Regions from separate parts of the Nomascus leucogenys genome. Here region 1 is linked to region 2. The links are chromatin contacts, called in public Hi-C maps. All regions are on one chromosome and are shown on one strand. Each heading gives the region's core, a stretch centred on a gene start, on an enhancer-like site or on the middle of the called end of the contact. The rest is flanking DNA. Distances are from core to core; before and after follow the strand shown. Region 1 holds the start of ST6GALNAC4 (alpha-N-acetyl-neuraminyl-2,3-beta-galactosyl-1,3-N-acetyl-galactosaminide alpha-2,6-sialyltransferase). Region 2 holds the start of CDK9 (cyclin-dependent kinase 9).

Evidence for each region. Hi-C and Micro-C count contacts between places; a contact is called where the count stands out from the background.
Region 1: a Hi-C map of a lymphoblastoid cell line shows a contact between it and region 2, with 2.1 times the contacts expected there. The contact joins the promoter of ST6GALNAC4 here to the promoter of CDK9 in region 2. A contact is called at or near these places in 2 of 4 Hi-C or Micro-C datasets (both in a lymphoblastoid cell line).

What each region holds. Positions count from the first base shown.
Region 1 is chr8:104,056,044-104,058,743 of Asia_NLE_v1, reverse strand. It overlaps ST6GALNAC4 (alpha-N-acetyl-neuraminyl-2,3-beta-galactosyl-1,3-N-acetyl-galactosaminide alpha-2,6-sialyltransferase), which reads left to right and starts at 1,272. Exons shown (of 6, transcript XM_030817891.1): 1 at 1,272-1,540; 2 at 1,872-1,958. The coding sequence starts at 1,947.
Region 2 is chr8:103,920,094-103,922,793 of Asia_NLE_v1, reverse strand. It overlaps CDK9 (cyclin-dependent kinase 9), which reads right to left and starts at 1,413. Exons shown (of 7, transcript XM_030817861.1): 1 at 647-1,413; 2 at 104-185. The coding sequence starts at 1,086.

The DNA of each region.
Region 1 (2,700 bases), core at 23-2,522, 140 kb before region 2:
GCTGAGCTGGGGACAGATACCCTGGCATCCTGCCCAGGCCTGAGCCTCTGAGAAAAAGGAAAAAAGAGTTTGAAATGGACACCAGGGCAGGAGCCCAAGCGGGTTCCCAGGCCAGCGCCCTGCAGAGGAGGTGGGTGTGGTGGGGATGGTGAAATGATCTTTCTGGCCAATGCAACATTTTGCACAAAAAATCATAAACAAGGGCCCGGCGTGGTGGCTCACGCCTGTAATCCTAGCACTTTGGGAGGCCGAGGCAGGCAGGTCACTTGAGGTCAGGGGTTCGATATCAGCCTGGCCAACATGGTGAAACCCTGTCTCTACTAAAAATACAAAAGTTAGCTGGAAATTGCTTGAACCCAGGAGGCGGAGGTTGCAGTGAGCCAGGATGGTGCCACTGCACTCCAGCCTGGGCAACAGAGAGAGACTCTGTCTCCAAAAAAAAAAAATCCTAGACGGGAAGTGTGCCCTCTTACTTCCCCATAGGCCCACCTCTGCTACTGTCCCAGTGCTTTCTGCCACCAGCCTGGTGCTTGAAGGCAGTTGCCTCTGAGATCCCAAGGGACCCCATTACTGCGGCATCTGCCTGGGGCCTGGGCTACCTTGACTTGGATTTGGAGGACATTCCAGCAAGGGAGCCTTTGAGAGGTAAGAGTAGGTGGTCACAGCCCCGGGTCTGGAGTGAAACTTCCTGGGTTCGAATCCTGACTGTGACAGGAGCTGCCTCTACACGTGTGTCTCAGAGGAGAAAAACGGGCTCAGGTGACTGTCACACTGACATAATCATAATAAAGTAATCATATTGAAAATAACTCATGTATTCGTTGTTTATCTGAATTTCCAGTGTCACTGGGCGTTCTGTATCTTACTTGATAAATCCAGCAACCCTACCAGTTGAAACGTGGGCTGCCTGACCCGAAGCCCCGCTTAACTTCCCTCCCCAACCACCATTTCAGAAATGGAGACACTCAAGTCCGGACAACCAGGCCGCCACTGCCCGGTGGCCCCCGACACCCTCTAGGTCTCTTTCCCCTGCGGCCCGACAGCCTCGCCCAGGCAAGAGCCTGCTGGAAATTCGGGAGGACGGAAAACGGAGATGCTGGTACTCAGACTCCGCCCCGGCTCTGAAGCCCCGCCCCCGGCCCTGAGGCTCCGCCCCTAGCTGGAGGCCTCGCCGCCAGCCATTCACATCCCGCCCCGTCCCGGCCGAGCAGAGCCCTCCCCAGGTCGCGCAGGCCGCGCTCGTAGGATCCGCCTGCGGCGCGCAGGCCCCGCCCCCGGCGCGCGAGTCTCCGCCCCACCTCGCCGGCCCCGGCCCCGGCCCCGCCCCCTGCCTCTGGCCGCGCGGATCCGCTTCCAGACCAGTCGGCCCGGCCCGGGGGCCATGGAGCTCCGAGCAGCGGATCGCGAGCCTCCTGCGAACCCCAGGCTGCACGCCCGGTTAGCACTCGGCCGGGAGATGCGGCAGTGGAATCTGGAAGGGCGGTGAAAAACCCACGTCCTGCCCTCCCCCGGCCTCTCCATTCGTCCCCCGGGTAGAGAGGTAGGATGGATGGGGTGGAATTCCGGGCTTCTAGCTCTCTCCGCCCCAGACCTGATTGGTGACCTTGAGCTGGGGGCGCCCCCTCGCTGCCTCTTCCTCCCCATCTGCGCACTGGGAATTGGGTTGGCAGGAGGTCTCTCAAAGGTCGCTGATTCCTGCTCCTTTAGGATGGGGACATTGCCTTCCGGTGTTTGGAGACGTCAAGGGGTTGGATTCCCGGGTGCCATGTGCTTTCACCCCAGCCTGTACCCTCTCCTGCCTCAGTTTTCCCTATAGCCTAGAACCCCACCTGCCTTACCCCTCCCGGCTCTGAGTTTCTGGGTCTTGGCAGGTGCCCGGCTCCCACCCCTTCCCAGCCCCAGCCCTGGAGACAGCAGCCCCTAGACTACTGAGGGACAGCGACAGCATGAAGGCTCCGGTAAGTGGTGGAAGAAGGAGGACTTCCAGGGAACGCAGAGGCCCCAACCGGCGGAGCAGCTCAGCAACCTCTCCACCCCAGGACTCACTGCCACTTCTGACCTCCCTGCTGCCGAGCAGAGAAGGGCAGAATGGCCTCAAAGTCCAGCCCTGTTCTTGCAGACCGTGTGGCCCCAGGCGGGTGGCATCCACTCTGCGGTGTCAGTACCTTGCTATCCCTGTAAAACAGAGGTAACACTACAAGCTCACCAGGCAAAGCCTACCTGGGACTGGGGGTGTGAAAGTTCAGTTCAGCCGCTCTTGTCTTTACCGCAGAAGCCCCGGGCTGTGGGAGAGAGAGCTGGATGTGGGGGGCAGTTCATCTTGACTGCCTGAGTCAAGGTCTCTGGTTCCTCATGGGCAGGGGAGCAGGTGCCAGGCAGAACTCCCTCCCCTGCACAGCTGGCCACACAGAAAAGACTTATTTTTAGAAGCTGATGTAGCTTGCGGGCAGAAAATGGTGGGCCTCGGGCAGGATGCGCTGGGGCGGGTGGGGTGATGGGGTAGGGGGTGGGGGCCACTTTCCCACTTCTGATTTTTGGAGAGCACCAGCCAACTGCTCGGTGGCTTCTGAAGGGTGGCCTAGGGACTTGTGCCTCAGGTCTAGAAAACTGGAGCCCAGAGAGACACAAGTGGTGACCAGGGTGGCCCACTACCCAGTGACTAGCCCACAGTTCTGCTGTCACCAAGCCCCTCCCCTCCTG
Region 2 (2,700 bases), core at 164-2,663:
AAATTAAATCTCAACCTGAGACTCCCAGAAGCAGCAGGGTGGAAAACGGACCCGGGGTCCCGGGCAGTTAGCCGGCCAGCCCGCACGCCCGATCCGTACTCACCCCCTCCTTCTCGTTTTCCATCAGTACCTTCTTCAGAGCCACCTTCTGGCCGGTCTTGCGGTGCCTGGCCTTAAACACCTCCCTGCAGGCGGAAAGGGAGACCGGAGAACTCATCAGGCCATTTCCGCAGGGCCCGCCCCTCCCCCACTACAGGAGGAGAGGCGGCAGCAAAGAGATTCCCGGGCGGGGCTGGGCTAGGTACCCAGGGCACGCGGCTACCCGGCCACCCGGCACCCTGTCTCGTTCGGGGCCTTTGCTTCCTTCCCTCAGTCCCTTCTCCTCACTTGGGCGTCCCTTGGAGAAGTCCCGCTCCCCTCACGGGCGCCTCTCTGCAGCCTCTCCCCGCCCCCACCAAGGGCCTCAGGCTCCTCCCCACCAGCCGGCTCCGTCAGGCCGGGGCGGGGTGCGGCGCGGCCTAGAGACCAGCGGGCAAGCCCGGAGACAGACGACTTCTCTGCCAACTCGGGCGGGGCCCCGGGCATCCCGACGTCGGCCCTACGGGTTTAGGCCCAGGGCTCCAGGCCCCGAGGGGCCCAGCCTTACCCGAAGGTGCCTTGGCCGATCTTGGCGAGCTTCTCGTATTTGGAAACTTCATCACAAAAGGGGCACTCCACCGAGTCGTACTGCTTTGCCATGGCCGCCTCCAACGCGCCGCCGCCGCCCCCAGTCGCTGCTGCTGCCGCTCCTGCTCCGGGTCCCGCCGCCGCCGCACTCCAGGCCCCTCCGCGGCCGCGCCACTTCCGCCTCCACGGCCACTTCCGGCCTCGCGGAGCCGACCCCGCCTCTTCCGCCCGCCGCCCGCCGCCAGGCCCCCTGGGACTTGTAGTTCCCGAGAGGCCAGGGGGAGCCGGAGCTGCAGAGGCGCCTCCGCCGCCGCCGCTGCCCCCGCCTCCGCCGCCGCCACTACTGGCGGCGGCCCCGATCGGGGGCGCGGGGAGCCGGGGCGCCGGAGCTGGGGCTCGGGGTGGCGCGTCCCGCTGCATGGGCCCGGGCCGCCGCTGCTGCCGAAGCTGCTGCCGCTCTGGCGCCCGATCCGGGGCCAGCCGCAGTGCCCTGCTCCTCCTCCTCCGACGGCGCCGCCTCCGCCGGGCTGCGCGGGGCGGCGGGCGGGGGGGCGGCCCCCGAGCCGCGGCCTGGGGGCTCCCTGGCCGGACCCGGGCCCGGGGCGGCCGGGCGAGGGGGCGAGACGGAAAGAGCCGACTAGGAGACGGCCCGAGAGCCCGGGAGGGGGCGCGTTATAAAGGGGGAGGTGCCCGGCCTCGCCCTCCTCTCCTCCTCCGCCCGCCCCCGCCCTCCTCCCTCCCACCCTCCGCGGCCGCACCTGCCGCCGCCGCCACCGCCCGCCCGCTGTCCGCCGGCCGCCCTCGTCGCGTCACCGCCCGCGGCCCCTCCTCCGCCTTCGGAGGTGGGGCCCCGCGCTCGGCACCTGGCTGCGGGCGCCCCGCCGCGTGCCTCAGTTTACCCCCACATGCCGGCTGCCGCGGAGAGCCCCTTCCTCTCCGGCTCGGAGTGCCCCCCCCCCAACAGGCGAAGGCGGGAGGCGCGGAGGGAGCGTCCTGCGGCCCTAGGAGGAGAGAACGGCCCCCGCCTCCGCCTCCCCAGGTCCCCGCCACCCTCCGTTGACATGGCAACCGACGGCCGCCAGGGGGCGCGGCGGCACTGGAGGCGACGAGCAAGCAACGCCCGGGCCTTCTATCGCTGGGGCCTGGCTCTCCGGGAGGCAGGGATGGGACCCGCAGGACTCCCGCCTCCAGTGAGTCGTGCCAGAGCTGGTCGGGCCCCGGGTCAGTAATCGCAAAAAACAGCTACCATTTTCTCAGCACTCTTGTGTACTCAGGAAGTGCTGGGCGTTCCCGCCGAATCCTGAATCAACAGCCCATAGGATCACTAACCCATTTTGCAGAAGAGGACGTTGAGGCTCAGAAGTGAGGTCATTTGCCCAAGGTCACACGGCGACAAAGCTGGGACCCGAACCTGGATGTCTGAATGAAGGGGATTCTCTTGACTCACGCTATTCGCGGTTGGGCCAGGAGGATAGCAGTGGGGAGGCCTGCTGTCCTTATGCAGGCGCGAGCTCACCGTTCACCGCCCCCCATCTCCCTCCCCCATCGCGCCCATCCCTTCCCTCGCATCTTTCTGGCTCCAGCGGCCCCCAGATTCTCCCTCCAGCTCTGCCCAAGGACAGCCTCCAGCAAAGCCGTCTTTTCTGCCTCCTCTGCCCCGCTTCAATCTGCCCCCTCCTCTCCAGCCCTCTGCGGGTGGATCCTGAGACCTAGCCCCCCAGTCGGGCCTCTCTGTCCCCCAAGAACCTGAATGTGACATTGGAGGCTCTTTCCAGTTCACACCCCACCCCCCAGGCTGTGGCCATGCAAATCTCTCTACTGTCTCCCCAAGCCTTCCTGCGTTCAGGGTTCAGGGCGGTGCTCCCCTGATCCCACACTCCCCCAGACTCTCGGTACCCTCTCTTCCTGCAAGAAGCCATTGGGGTGGGCGCGGTGGCTCACGCCTGTAATCCCAGCACTTTGGGAGGCCAAGGCAGGCGGATCACAAGGTCAGAAGTTCGAGCCAGCCTGGCCAATATGTTGAAACCCCGTCTC